Regions from separate parts of the Sus scrofa genome. Here regions 1, 2 and 4 are each linked to region 3. The links are chromatin contacts, called in public HiChIP or PLAC-seq and promoter capture Hi-C maps. All regions are on one chromosome and are shown on one strand. Each heading gives the region's core, a stretch centred on a gene start, on an enhancer-like site or on the middle of the called end of the contact. The rest is flanking DNA. Distances are from core to core; before and after follow the strand shown.

Region 1 (3,335 bases), core at 689-3,188, 360 kb before region 3:
TACACCACAGCTCATGGCAATGCTGGACCCTTAATCCACTGAGTGAGGCCAGGGATCGAACCCACAACCTCATGGTTCCTAGTCGGATTCGTTTCTGCTGTGCCACAACGGGAACTCCCATTTATTTTATTTTAAAATAAATCTATTTGGTGTAGGTGGGGGGTCCTAGAGGCCATGTTCCCTCACCTCTTTCCTGCCTTGAGTGACCCAGATGGTGGAAATTTTAGGAAAATTGGAGGGGGTGGCCTTTTAAATCAGAAAATTCGAGTTCAAGTGTAAGATCTGTTATTGGTCCCCTGACTGGAGTTAGGGAGTTTCTTCCACTGCTGTGGCCTCAGTTTATCCATCCATAGAAAGGAACTAAGACTACCTGCCTTCCAGCTTACAGTAAGATTCATGACTCATGAGCACACATTGTGGCCACATGAGAGGTTTAGTTATTAAGGCCCTGCTGCCTGGGGTCCAGGGTCCCTGGATTGGAGAGCTGGGAGGTATGGCCAGAACCACAAGCACTCTGCTGCTTAGCACTTGGATGGTCTCATGCCAAGCCTCTTGACCTCTTGGGGCTGCTTGGCTGGCCATGCAGTTCAAGGTTATGTCCACCAGGGGTCAATCTTGTATGGTGCATGGGGCCCTCCAGCCTGAGAGGTACAGGCAGTGAGGATGGGGCCTTGGCACTTGTGTCACGGGGCACTTGTTTCACATGGCTCCTGGAGCTGCAGGTCTGGGACTTGCAGATCTGAATGGTGAACCAACCGTTCTTTCTTGTATTTACTTTCTCCTTGGCACTTCCTAGAGGGCTCCTCATCTCTTTGGCCCTCATCAGGAGACACCATGGAGGAACTGGGTTAGGTGGTTGGGGTCTGGAGAGAATTCTAGGCAGGGAGTTTGAAGACAGTTTGGGTTCCCCCATGTCATCTCTTGCTAATATCCTTGTGGGTTTTATTGCCCTCTGAGCCCTGGTTTCTTCTCCAGTAGAGGAGGATAATAAGGCCTCTCTTGCAGGAGGGGTGTCAAGATCTAGGGCGTTGAGCTGCTGCTTTCCAGCAGGGCTGGCGTCTCTAGATGGAATGACTGGAACGGCTTGTGTTGAAGGTGGAGACATGATACAAAAACAGAAAAAGGACCCAAAACGAGGGCTGTCACAGGATACCCCATGATCCCATGCCAAGTCCTGGAAGCAAGCACAAAGCTGTGAGGAGGTCTGGGTGCTGTAGCCCAGAGAGGGGAGGTCACTGGCTTGATCCATGACAGCCAGGGGGACAAGCTCAGGGCTCACTGGCAGGTGTCTGAGCCGGGCTTTGTGGTCCCCGGAAATGGGCAGCAGATCAGGCACCCAAAGCAGGCGTGTGGAGGAGCCGGGTCATAGCGTGCGGGCGGTCAGGGCTCTGGGACTTCAGATTCAGTTCAGTATGTTTCCTGGGCACCTGCTCTGGCTGTGGGAGCTCATTCACTCGAGGAGACAGATGTTTCCAGAGCAGGGTGGTGAGCAGCAGGTGGTTCCGATTTTTGGTTCAGGCACCAGACCCAGGTCTCAGAGACAGGCTTTTCCTATCACAGTCGCCTGGCCTCCTCCAGGAACCTCATATGTTCACCTTTTATTGTGCAGGGAGAAAGGCAGGTCATCCCAGGGTGCCCTGAAAGAGTTGGTGTCTTTGAACTGGGCCCAGTGGCCCTCCCTTCCCCCGCAGCCTCAGCCCCGCTGTGTCTCAGTAAGTGGGCAGCCATGTACCAACCGGGGTTCTGTTCTTTGGCCCCTAGCTGTGGTGTGGCTGGGGTGCTCTGGGGAGCCTGAGGGCTGTCCCATGGCTGTTCCCTTTCTGGGGGTGGGTCCCAGTGGCCCTGATGGATTGCCCTTTCACCCCCACTGGGTTGCTGTGGTTTCCTCATCAGCAGAAATGACTCCTTACCCACAATTGCATCAGACTTTCCACAGATGGAGTGAATCACGTTGCAAGATGTGGTTTCAGACTGTGCCCTGTATTCTGCTCAGGGCTGGCTGGGCCAGAGGGGTGGGGGCTGGGGCTGACAGTGCTTTGACTTGGACTTGGGAGAGGGAAGCAAAAGCCAGGAGGGCGTTGCCTGGGTGGGGAGGGGTAGGCGTGAGAGGATGCGGAACTCATTCTCACAGGCTGGGGAGGGGGCTGAAGCAAGTGTCCAGCGACCTTGACCGCAACCACATGAGGAACCATATACCTTGCTCCCCCCCCAGCCCCACCACTACCTCCAAGAGGGAAGAAATGAAGAGCACGAGCTGATTCATCCTCTAATGCACTGCAGCGGTGTGGGGGGAGCCAGGGAGCTGAGTTGGTTTCATTTCCTCCTCTTTCTCTATTTTGAACTCCATGGCTTGCTTCCCCCTCAGCTGACATGTCATGGCCATGGGCTGAGGGCTCACAACCTCAAGACCAGTTTCTTTCCTCTCTCTACTTCATAGCCTATAGCTATGGAGGTTTGGTTATTAAGGCCCTGTTGCCTGGGGTTCCAGAGTCCCTGGACTGGAGAGCTGGGAGGTACGGCCAGATCCACAAGCACTCTGTGGCTCGGCACTTGAGCCATCTCATGCCAAGCCTCTTCACCTCTTGGGGCTGCTTGGCTGGCCATGCAGTTCAAGGTTATGGCCAGCCTTGACCTTGTAGGTGTGTGGTACTTTACCAGAAATATGCACAGGGTTCAGGGTTCATGACCTGGGAAGAACACTTGAACTGAAACCTAAGAGGTGTCCCCAGGAGGACAAGGTTGGGAGTGGGTGGAGAGTGGGGTGGGATGGACAATGCATCATGTGCAAGAGGAAAGAGGGATAAGATAACTTGGTCTGTTTAGGGAATGCTCACTAACTCAATATGACTGCAGTAGAAAATGAGCTTATAAGGCAGATTTCTGGGAGGTAAGGTAGGAACAACAAATAGACCTGCATTGTGACATTTGAGGACATTTAGAGGCCTAAAGGTAGCAAGAACATTTCATCTTGAAAACTAACTGTGATGAATTGGTGGTGGCTGCTTGGAGTACTGTATTAAGAAGGATTCTGAGGCTGCATCTGGTTTATTAGGGAAGAGTGCTGGGTTTAGTTGGTGATGTCATCCATAGGCTGGGGAGCTGGGAGTGACAACCCACATGTCACATATTTTCCAGCTTCACTTAGGAGCTGTGGAACAATGGGAAGAGTCTGAGGAGGAAAGTGGTGGGACCAGGAGAGCAGGTGAGGTAGAGACATCGTTCATCGTTGTCTAACGCCATAGAGGAAATAAACGAAAGAGATGAGATTGAACCCAGGTCTGGGTGACAATAAAGTCTCATCCTTAAAAATTCCCTATCTTTTAAGAGAACGATTC
Region 2 (2,886 bases), core at 93-2,592, 350 kb after region 3:
AAGCATCCAGCTATGCCCAATCCTAACCCTCTTTCTACATCTTCTCTTGGAACTTCCTGACCTCAGGGTTACCCTTCCCAGATGGCAAGAGTATAACATGACAAGCTCAGAAGTTGTCACCCCGCCAGAGCCTCCAGCCCTCCCAGCATCTCGGAGGCTAATCTTGGGTCAAGTGCCTCTTCTTTCAAGAGAGAAACTAGATCAACTGCCAGCAGAGGGGGAAGGATTGGCCGATTGAGGCCTGGGTTTGAAGCCTAGCTTGGCCACCAAATTGCCGTGCTTCCGTGGGCAAGTGGCCCCATCCTTCTGGGCCACAGATGCCTCCCCTCGTGGGAAGGGTGATGGCTGTGTTGAGCCACCCATTTCCTCTTTTCTTCTAGTCCCCACAATAACCATAAACCACAGTTCTGGGTTGGGAATAAAGCTCAGGGCACAGACAGTAAAGGTTCCTTCCTTTCTGCAAAAACAACAAAAATAGCAACATTTCTGTTTAGTATGCCAGGCCCCATTCCAGTCACGTTTACATACACAATCTCCTAATTATCTTTACAGCAAAGCAAAGAGGTGGCTATCACTATTGCTCCCATTTTAAAGATGGAAAGTAAAGCTCAAAAACTCTATATTTTCTCCGTGGACAGATAGACAGCTAGAAAGGGGTAGAAGATTTGGAACTGGGCATTGTGTCTGCAGAACCAGGACATTGTGGAATTCCACTCTTTTCTGACCAGTTCATCTTTCCCTTCACCATAGAACATTGATAAAGTTTGATTACATACTTGGACACAAGGAAAAAAATTAATTGGAGATGTTACAGGCCACCGTCTATGACTCTAATCCAAAATTTTTAAATAAAAAAAAATAATGTGGCTGAGACTATTCTTAAGTACTTAGAAATTAATAAACACTCTTCTAGATAACCCATGGATCAAAAGAAATATTAAAACCGAGGTTAAAAATCATCTAGAAAGAGATGAAAAGGGGAACTTTTTATTTCAAAAACCTATGGGATTCAGAAAACATCTCAACTCGGGGGAAAATGTACGGCCCTGAAATGCCTTCATTATTAAGGAAGATGAAAAATAAAGGCGCCAAAAACACATCAGAAGAAATGAGAAAAACGAATAAACAAGAGAAGAAAGTATGAAATAGGAATTCATCAATAGGTGAAATGAATAACACAGAAAATAAGAGAAAGGAAAAACACGGATTGCTTGAAATCAAAATCAGCCCCAGAGGCTAACAGCGTTGCCGGGGTCGGGGAGTGTGTGTGAAGGTCCCAGGTTCCCAGAGCGGTCAGTGCCCCGCCCCTCGGCCTACTGACCCCTGAGCTCATGGCTGCCTCCCGCCTGGACCTCACTGTGCACAGTGTGGAGATTTGACTGCCCAACCGAGGCTCCTTGGACTGGAGTCTTTAGTGTTTCCTCCCAGAAATAGAGGCAGTTTTGTGTTTTCAGCAATGAAAGCTGCTGTGGTTTTGTTTTCTCTCTGTTGCCAGGAGTCAAGAGGAAGTCTGTGGTTAGACATCTTCGGGTGGAGACATACACAAACACAGTGGCTAGAAATGGGCTCCGCGGATTCAGCTTTCCCAGCCCTGTGGGGAGTTGGGGGGTGTGGGGTGGGGGGATGGACGCATGCAACTGAACAAATGAGAAGGAGGGAGGGGGGAGGGAGGGAAGGATGACTGAACCTCTACCCCTGGGCCTCCTAGACGTGCAGCAGCCCCCACCATTCTCTGCCTCCAGCCCACCTCTGTTTCCCATTCTGATGGTCGGATACTGTGATCCACTTTTTCCTCAAAGGCTGAGGCCACCTGATTCACCTTCACGCCAACCCAGAGACTGCATATAAAAGATCCCTGTGAATTCAATGTCCAGCTCTATGGTGGGCACGGCCAGCTGCCACACACCATGGACCCTAGCCTCTCCTTTTCCATCAAAATCCTGGGTTTGATCAGGCTAGTGGGGGGCCTGGCTACAAATGCTCACATCTCTGACCACCCGCATACCTAGAAGCAGGCCCTTTGATTAGAGTTCAGGCCAATGAGCTATGATATTTCTAAGAAAATACTTTCATTCATAATATAGGCACCAACTCTTCCTCCTCCTTGCCCCCCACGCCACCTTTTTTGCCTAGAACTTGAACACAAGGCCTGGAGGTGTAGCAGCCACCTTGTGGTTATGAGGCAGCCGCATGAGGATGACATTAGTGCAGAAAAACAGAAAGAGGCCAGAGGCTCAGTGGCATTCTTATATCACCTTCTACCCTGTACAGACTCACCAGAGACTTCTAATTTCATGAGAAAAATAAAGCTTCAGCTGGTCAAACCACTATAGCTGCCTGTCCCATTCATTGCAGCTGAAGCATTCCTACATTGAAACAAGAACCTCAGCTTTTGTAGGGTTTTTAAAACATTTTCACCCCACCCTCTATCAGGTCCTCAGAGAAATCCTTTAAGGCAGATCAATGTCTTTCCTCCTATTTTCAGATGAGGAAACTGGGGTTTCTCAGACATGAAGTGGGTCAAAGCATCAGGATCTGAACCCCAGGACTCTTTCCCCCAGGCTATGGTTTTTCCCAAGACAACCCCTCTTGCCTGGAAGCACTTCAGAGCTTTCTTCTCTCTGTAATCCCTCCTGGCACACAAGCTTACATGCTGAAAGTCAAAGTTCCTCAGGGACTGAGGAGCATGGGGACTGGTTTCAGACACAGCTTCCAGGATGGGGAGTGATGCTCTTTTGCTTTCACATGCATCACTTTGAGTCCAAGGATCTGGCTTCAAGCCTTGCATCTCAGCCTTTCTTGCTATGTGATCTAGGGGGGAAAGAAATCTCTGAAAATCTGCACATCTATGCAATGAGAATGGCAGCCCTTCTTCCTGAGGCGATG
Region 3 (2,970 bases), core at 235-2,734:
CAAAAGCGAACTCCAGCTCCTAATGAGGGGAAAATATAGATCCGGGGCCAACCGCGGGCCCCGGGGTTCGTGCAGGTCCGCGGAGATACTTGGGAAGGGGGGTACCTAGGGCCCACCTGGGCCCGTCCACTCGGCGGTGCCCGTGGGATCTGGGGCGCGGCCACTCCAGCCTTCCAGCCGCTTGAGGCCCATGTCCCCACGGCCCGTCTGCCCTGATGTAACCCCGAGTGCAGGCGATCGAGGCTATCTGTTTGCGGGCAAACTGGACCCAGAGTCGAGTGTGCAACCGCGCGGGGAGTCCCGGAGGCGCGGCGGCGGGGGTGGGAAGAGGAGCGCACGGGGGCGGATGAGAGTCTGCACCTCCCAGGGCGTCAAGGCTGGCGGCCGAGACACCTACGGGCTTGCACGCGCGCCCCTCCACAGGCTTCCGCCGACGCGAAGACCCTGCCGGGAGCAAGCTGAGAAATCCGGGACGGAACTCGGAGCTCCCGGGCCGCGGTGGGGCCAGCAGCCACGGCATTCCCGATTCCGCTTCCCCGGCCCCGACGCTCAATGAACAGCTGCGGCGAGGGCGTAGCCGTCTCCACCAGGAAGGAGCCCCGAGTGGGGATAGCGCGGGAGGACCCGAGTGTCCGCGGGCAGTCGGGCCTTTCCATCTGCTCTGCCCGCCAAAGGAGAGTTCCTTAGGCTTCTCCCCGCGGGCAGCCGCCGCACATCAAAGACGCTGTTTATTTGGCTTTCTGAAAAGGACGAATGAACAAAGAAGAAAAGCTGGGGGCCTGGGGTGGGGGGAGTAGGAGGGCAGGAGAAGGGGAAAAGAAAGGGACACCCTCAGTTCCGAGCAAAATTTTTTTAAGGTGGCAGGCAACTTCGGGAGCCACCATTTTATCGGTCCTAAATCTTGTGAAGTGAAAACATTAAAGTGACAAAGTGATTCTGTTTGTTTTATAGTATCTAATTGGGCTGCTTTGCAGACCTAATGAGATTAGAGGGAGGAATCCTTCGCCGCCTCTGCAGAATAAACTGATACATTACTACCAGCCACAGGTTTTGAGGACTGTACAGTTTGTCTTTTTTTTCTTTTGTTGTTATTCTTCTGTCTTCTCTCTTTCCCCTCCCGCCAAATAATTATTTGCTAGTAGATCGTGGGAAAAAAGAGCGGGGGGGGGGGAAATCCTTAGCAGCCCAGTACTATAATATATATCTATTTATTATATGTCTTTCGGTTAATTCCTGATCTGAGGAGCGCTGTTTTTCACTCCCCTGCGAAAGTCACCAGCGGGTAGGGCCTGATTGCTACTTTTCATGCATAGTTTTAGACACAAGAGGGCATTGTGACGTCGCGCCCGGCGGCGCCCAGTCGCAGGCCGAGTCCGACAGCCCCACGTGGGGACCCCGCGCTCCCATTGGTTAGCGGCTGGCGAAGCTGCCACATTATTTTGTTACTTTTCAGTCCCTATTTGGAACTGCTCTCGCGGCAGTTCAGACCTCGTGCTCGTCCCCCTCGCTTGTCTGTGTGTGGTATCCGCAGGTCCGGGGCACTTTTTTTTGGTGTGTGTGTGTGTGTGTGTGCGCGCGCGCGCGCGCGCGCGTCTGGGGGGATTGTCGGGGAGCGGAGAGGAGAGCCGGGCCGAGGGGAAGGAAGGAAGCCGCAGAGGTCCCCGGTCTCGGGCTGCGTCTCCCCTCCAGCGCTCTCCTGCTTGCGCGCTCGGAGGCGGCGGCGGCGGCGGCGGCGCCAAGCGCTCCTCGCTGGGGACCCGGCCCTCGAGCTGGGAGCAGCGAGGACCCTTTTGCGGCGGTTTCCTGTGCCTGCTGGAGTTAGGATGCCAGGGCGGTTGATTCCCACCTCCTGAGCGCGGAGTTTCCTCCTCGGCCCTGGGAAGGGCTCGCAGCGGCGGCGGCGACAGAAGCAGACTGAACAGCAGGCTCTCCTCTCCAAGGGGGGGCGTCGAAGCGCCCGCGCCGGGCTCCCGCCCTCACCCTCCGGCGCTCCTGCGGCCCAAGCCGCCACCTCGGTGCTTGCCTTCTTCCTCTTCTCGCGGAGAGCTGCCCCTGGGATCGGACCTGAACGCCCTGGATGCTCGGACTGCCCCGGCGCGTCCCCCTCCCGGCGCGACGCGCTGAGTGATCCGGAGGGCGCCCGCGCTTGCCCCAGGAGGGGCCCCGGACCTCGGGACCCCGCGCCGGACCCTCCGGGGTGACGACGATGTCCGCGCAGTCTCCGGCTCTGACGCGCTCCAGGCAGTGGGGGGAAGGCGGCCGGCTTCAGTCAGCCGAACCCTAGGTGCACAAAGCCCAAGCCCACCGCCCGGCCTCGGTGCCCGCCGACGACTTTGCCGCCTGCTTCTCGGCTCTTTGTCTCCGCTTGGGGCGGGCGCCTGACTCTGGGATTTCGCTGCGAGAGCGGGCTGGGGGGGCCGGGGGCGAGCTCTCGGTTTCCCGGCCGCCCCCCGCTCGGTCTTGGCTCCCCCCTCCCCCGCACCTCCCCGACCCGAGCTCTCCGCGTTTCTACGCTCTCAGAATCACGACCCCTCCCTGCCATGTATCCGCAAGGCAGACATCCGGTGAGTAATTGCAACTTGGTTTATTTAAGCATCTATCATGGCAGGGTAAACGAGGCAGTTTATCTGGCACCTCCATTTTGCTTGTTGCTACCTTTATGGTGTGTGTGGGGTGTGTGTGTGTCTGTGCGTATGTGTGTGCGCGCGCGCGCGCTCGCACAAAGGGGATGGGATGGGGGGGCGCCGTTGCGAGAGGAGGTTAATTCCGCTCGATTGGCGGGGGGGTTGGGGGGGGCTGCCAGTGTTCCCGGGGAACTGTTTGTTTTCACGCTGTCCTCCGCCCCCTCGCCTAAGTCTTCCAACTCACTCAGCCTGTCTCCCCCACCTGGGTCTTACTTGGGAAGGGGTGCCCCTTCTAAAAAGGAATGGGAGCCCCGCGGCCAATAGGGAGAGATCTCCCCCCCACGCC
Region 4 (3,256 bases), core at 394-2,893, 340 kb before region 3:
TGGCATCTAATAGATGCCTGTTAAATCTCATCTTCCTGGTCCTCTCCTGGCTCTGCTCATCCCTTTTCTTCTAGTCCCCCTTGTGAGCACATGTTGTGGCTACGGCAGAGGAGCCAGCAGGCTATGTTTGAGGAAGGCCGGCGGGATAAGCCTGGGCTGGTGTCTCTCACTTCCTGCTCTCTCTCTGCTTCTGGGACAGCTGGCAGTTCAGCACACAGGCAGGTGTGGGTCCAGGGTCCCTGGAGCTGACATACCTCCCTGTTTCCCAAGGCAGGCGAGTAGGAGGGTGTTGTAACCGTCCATTGGAGGCTGTCAGTAGGCCTGGGGTCACAGGGCTCCTCTCACCTGCTCTGGGGAGGTTGTCTGCCTGTGTTTACACACATTTCCTCATGGACACACCAGGGGGTTAGAGATGACGTGGCATGGCCTCTGGCTGAGGGGGAGCTGACAAGAAACAGACCTACCCACTGGGATCCAGTGGGGGACTTCCATTATGTCTCACAACTATTTAGATAACCAAGGCTCTAGGTAGAGTTCACACTTTCCTCTTTCTCTTGGCTTCTCAAGCCCTCAACCAGCTCAACCCCAAGGGGCAGCCATTTATGGTTCCCCACAGACACTCAACCCTGCTGGAACTCTGGGGAAGCGTCAAGAACCAGTTTGACCGCAAAACACAGAAGCAGGTCTGTGAGGCCCTATCTGGGCAGAGTGGTCATGGTAGCTGTCAGATGAGGATCCAAATTAGTCATGGGAGGAACAGGAGCCAGGCTGGGGGGTGGAAGCAAGCCCTGATGGGCTTAGCTCCAGGGCCTGGGATCTAGCCGGGGCAGGAGCAGAAGCTGTGTTGCAATTTCACTGCAAATCAACTGGGCCATCTCTCGTGGGTGGCACTGTGCAGAGCTGCCAACCCTCAGGTTTGGTTCCTAGATATGGAGATGGTATCATACCTCCCAACTGCCTCTGGCGTCGTGCTGAGAGATGAGGCTGGAAGGAAGTTGTAAGATAGACATTCTTGGCCCGGCTGGTGGCTCTGGAGGTGTGGGATGGAGGGGGTCCGGGGGGAGTCAATGTTTGGGCAGGTTGGGAACCATTTTTGGAGGAGCCTTGGGCCAGAGGTCCTGCTCCAGGTCAGAAGGGGCCCCTGGATCTGTTTGCAAGAGCGGAGAGGAATATTTCCCACCACACCCTAATTCCAACCATCTCTGGCCATGACACACAGTAGCTAGCTCCTTTGCCTGAGGCTATCCCCTCATGTCTGGGATACACAGTGCCTGGAAAGGCAGTGAGGTGTGGTAGGAAGAACATCGGCTTTGGAATCCAACCAACTTGAAACAGAATCTCAGCTCTGCCCGGAACACTGGCTGACCTTGGGTAAATTACTTCACCTCTCTGGACCCCGTTTTCCTCATCTCTTAAAAAAAAAAAAAAAAAGTAACAACTTCTAGGCAGGGTGGTTTTGAGAAGTTATAATCATAATGTAGGAAGAGGGATGGTATACAATGGGAACGCCATAAAGGTTACGCACCTTTCTTCCTCCTCTTACAAAACACACAGTCCTTCAGCCACTTCCAGGTTTATCCTCGTAGTCTTGGCAATTGGCTGAAAGGCCTCGCTGGCTGGCTGCCCTGCCTAGATCAGGGATTGACAACCGTTTTCTGTTAAGGGCCAGAGAGTAAATATTTTAGCTCTTGCAGGCCATAGGGTATGGACTCTACTCTTCTCTGCTGTTGTGCAAAACCAGCCATAGATGATATGGAAATGAATGGGTGTGCTTGTGTTCCAATAAAACTTTATTTACAAAAACAGGCAGTGGGCCAGACTTGGCCTCCAGGCTGTAGTTTACCAACCCCTGGCCTATGATCTCAAGTTTAAACATACCTGCTCATCTCTCAAGGGTCTTCTTCAGGCTGGTTTCACTTTGTCCATCCAATCAGTTTTGTAATTGTTCCCTTAAATATTTCCCAATCCATCAAACAGGACTCCTGTTGGTCTTTTGCTCATGAGATGTTTAGTCTTGTTTCCACACCTTTGCTTGTGTACTTTCCCCTGCTTAGAGCCTCATCCCATTTCCTCTCTGCCCTTTTCACATTCGCCTCCAGTTAATCTCCTAGGTTGTTCTGTAAAATAAAGGGCTCAGATCAAGGTCTCTTGATGCAACACTGTATGAACATCCCTCAAGGCCAGGCTCAGGTCCCTGTCCACAGGATTGTCCACATGGATTAGTCCCTTTGCAAGACTCCCATGTCCGTGCCATTGATGCCACCATAGCCCTCCTGTGGACCCCTGGTTTGAGTTGGTGCACCGATTTCAATGATGAACCTTTGAGGCTCAATTCTTAGCTTTTCTGCATCCAATTCACGACAACTTGTGCATTCACACAGCTTGGTATCTTTGGGACTTCCTATATATATGGATCCAGAAGAGTGTCAAGCATTTTTTCTGCAAATACTGCCTCTCTCTCATTCTCTTTATTCTTTCCTTCTAGAGCTCCAGTTAGTTATAGTTTAAACTCTGAACTATATTTTCCTGTCTTTTATCCTATCACCTCTTCCCACCCCCCCTTTATTATTTTGCTCTTCTAATGCAGTTGGGGTAATTTTTTTAAATCTGTCTTCTAATTCATTAATTTTTTTTTTGTCTTTTTAGGGCTGTACCTGCAGCATATGGAGGTTCCCAGGCTAGGGGGCAAATCAGAGCTGTAGCTGTTTGTGTATGCTAAATCAAAGCTGCGTCTGCGACCTACACCATAGCTCATGGCAACACTGGATCCTTAACCCACTAAGCGAGGCCTGGGATTGAACCTGCATCCTCATGGATGCTAGTCAGATTCATTTCTGCTGAGCTACAACAGGAGCTCCCTAATTCATTAATTCTTTATCTGTGTCTGATACATCCATTGAATTTTTAAGTTCAAAGTTATATTTTTTTTATTCCCAGAAGTTCTATTTGAGCCTTTATAAACATCTTTTGAGTCTTTAAGTAGTTCATATACAGTTCTTTTATGGCCTATCTTATTATTCTAATATTTTAAGTCTTTGAAGATCCAAATCAGACATGCTACTAAACGTTTAACACACAGAGCAACCCCCATGGCAAAGAGTTATCTGGTACAAAATGTCAGTAGCTCTGAGGTTGAGAAACCCTGGTTGAAATCTGTTGCTTGTCTCTGCTGACTCTTGCTCATGGTGATTCATTGCTTTGAATGTGGGGTGTTTTGTTTTTTGGTAGTTTGTCTTTGGAGAATCAGAATGAGAAC

What was found. Promoter capture Hi-C pulls out the DNA fragments that hold promoters and counts their contacts. HiChIP or PLAC-seq counts read pairs in DNA pulled down with a chosen protein or histone mark.
Region 1: an H3K27ac HiChIP or PLAC-seq map of alveolar macrophages shows a contact between it and region 3. The contact joins the enhancer-like site here to the promoter of TLE3 in region 3. A contact is called at or near these places in 3 of 5 promoter capture datasets (fetal liver, fetal skeletal muscle and liver), 8 of 47 Hi-C or Micro-C datasets (alveolar macrophages, blood, embryonic fibroblasts and 2 more) and 2 of 2 datasets of contacts at active chromatin or transcription factors (alveolar macrophages and skeletal muscle).
Region 2: an H3K27ac HiChIP or PLAC-seq map of alveolar macrophages shows a contact between it and region 3. The contact joins the enhancer-like site here to the promoter of TLE3 in region 3. A contact is called at or near these places in 2 of 5 promoter capture datasets (fetal skeletal muscle and liver), 6 of 47 Hi-C or Micro-C datasets (brain, embryonic fibroblasts, heart right ventricle and 2 more) and 2 of 2 datasets of contacts at active chromatin or transcription factors (alveolar macrophages and skeletal muscle).
Region 4: a promoter capture Hi-C map of liver shows a contact between it and region 3, with 13 times the contacts expected there. The contact joins the enhancer-like site here to the promoter of TLE3 in region 3. A contact is called at or near these places in 4 of 5 promoter capture datasets (fetal liver, fetal skeletal muscle, liver and 1 more), 18 of 47 Hi-C or Micro-C datasets (alveolar macrophages, blood, embryonic fibroblasts and 7 more) and 2 of 2 datasets of contacts at active chromatin or transcription factors (alveolar macrophages and skeletal muscle).

What each region holds. Positions count from the first base shown.
Region 1 is chr1:168,219,059-168,222,393 of Sscrofa11.1, reverse strand. All of the region lies in intron 1 of LOC110262000 (a long non-coding RNA gene), which reads left to right. Among named protein-coding and RNA genes, the nearest start is that of UACA, 230 kb to the left of the region's middle. Within about 2 kb of position 1,938, at least 35 of the 83 cell types and tissues checked have an H3K27ac peak or open chromatin away from gene starts, as enhancers often do. A contact at or near this core is called in alveolar macrophages, embryonic fibroblasts, liver and 1 more, where this site is marked.
Region 2 is chr1:167,501,352-167,504,237 of Sscrofa11.1, reverse strand. No RefSeq gene overlaps it. Among named protein-coding and RNA genes, the nearest start is that of RPLP1, 210 kb to the right of the region's middle. Within about 2 kb of position 1,342, at least 27 of the 83 cell types and tissues checked have an H3K27ac peak or open chromatin away from gene starts, as enhancers often do. A contact at or near this core is called in alveolar macrophages, brain, embryonic fibroblasts and 1 more, where this site is marked.
Region 3 is chr1:167,854,427-167,857,396 of Sscrofa11.1, reverse strand. TLE3 (transducin-like enhancer protein 3) reads left to right here and starts at 1,484. Exons shown (of 20, transcript XM_021100790.1): 1 at 1,484-2,564. The coding sequence starts at 2,541.
Region 4 is chr1:168,198,643-168,201,898 of Sscrofa11.1, reverse strand. The region is part of intron 1 of LOC110262000 (a long non-coding RNA gene); the gene reads left to right. Among named protein-coding and RNA genes, the nearest start is that of UACA, 250 kb to the left of the region's middle. Within about 2 kb of position 1,643, at least 9 of the 83 cell types and tissues checked have an H3K27ac peak or open chromatin away from gene starts, as enhancers often do. A contact at or near this core is called in liver, retroperitoneal adipose tissue and subcutaneous adipose tissue, where this site is marked.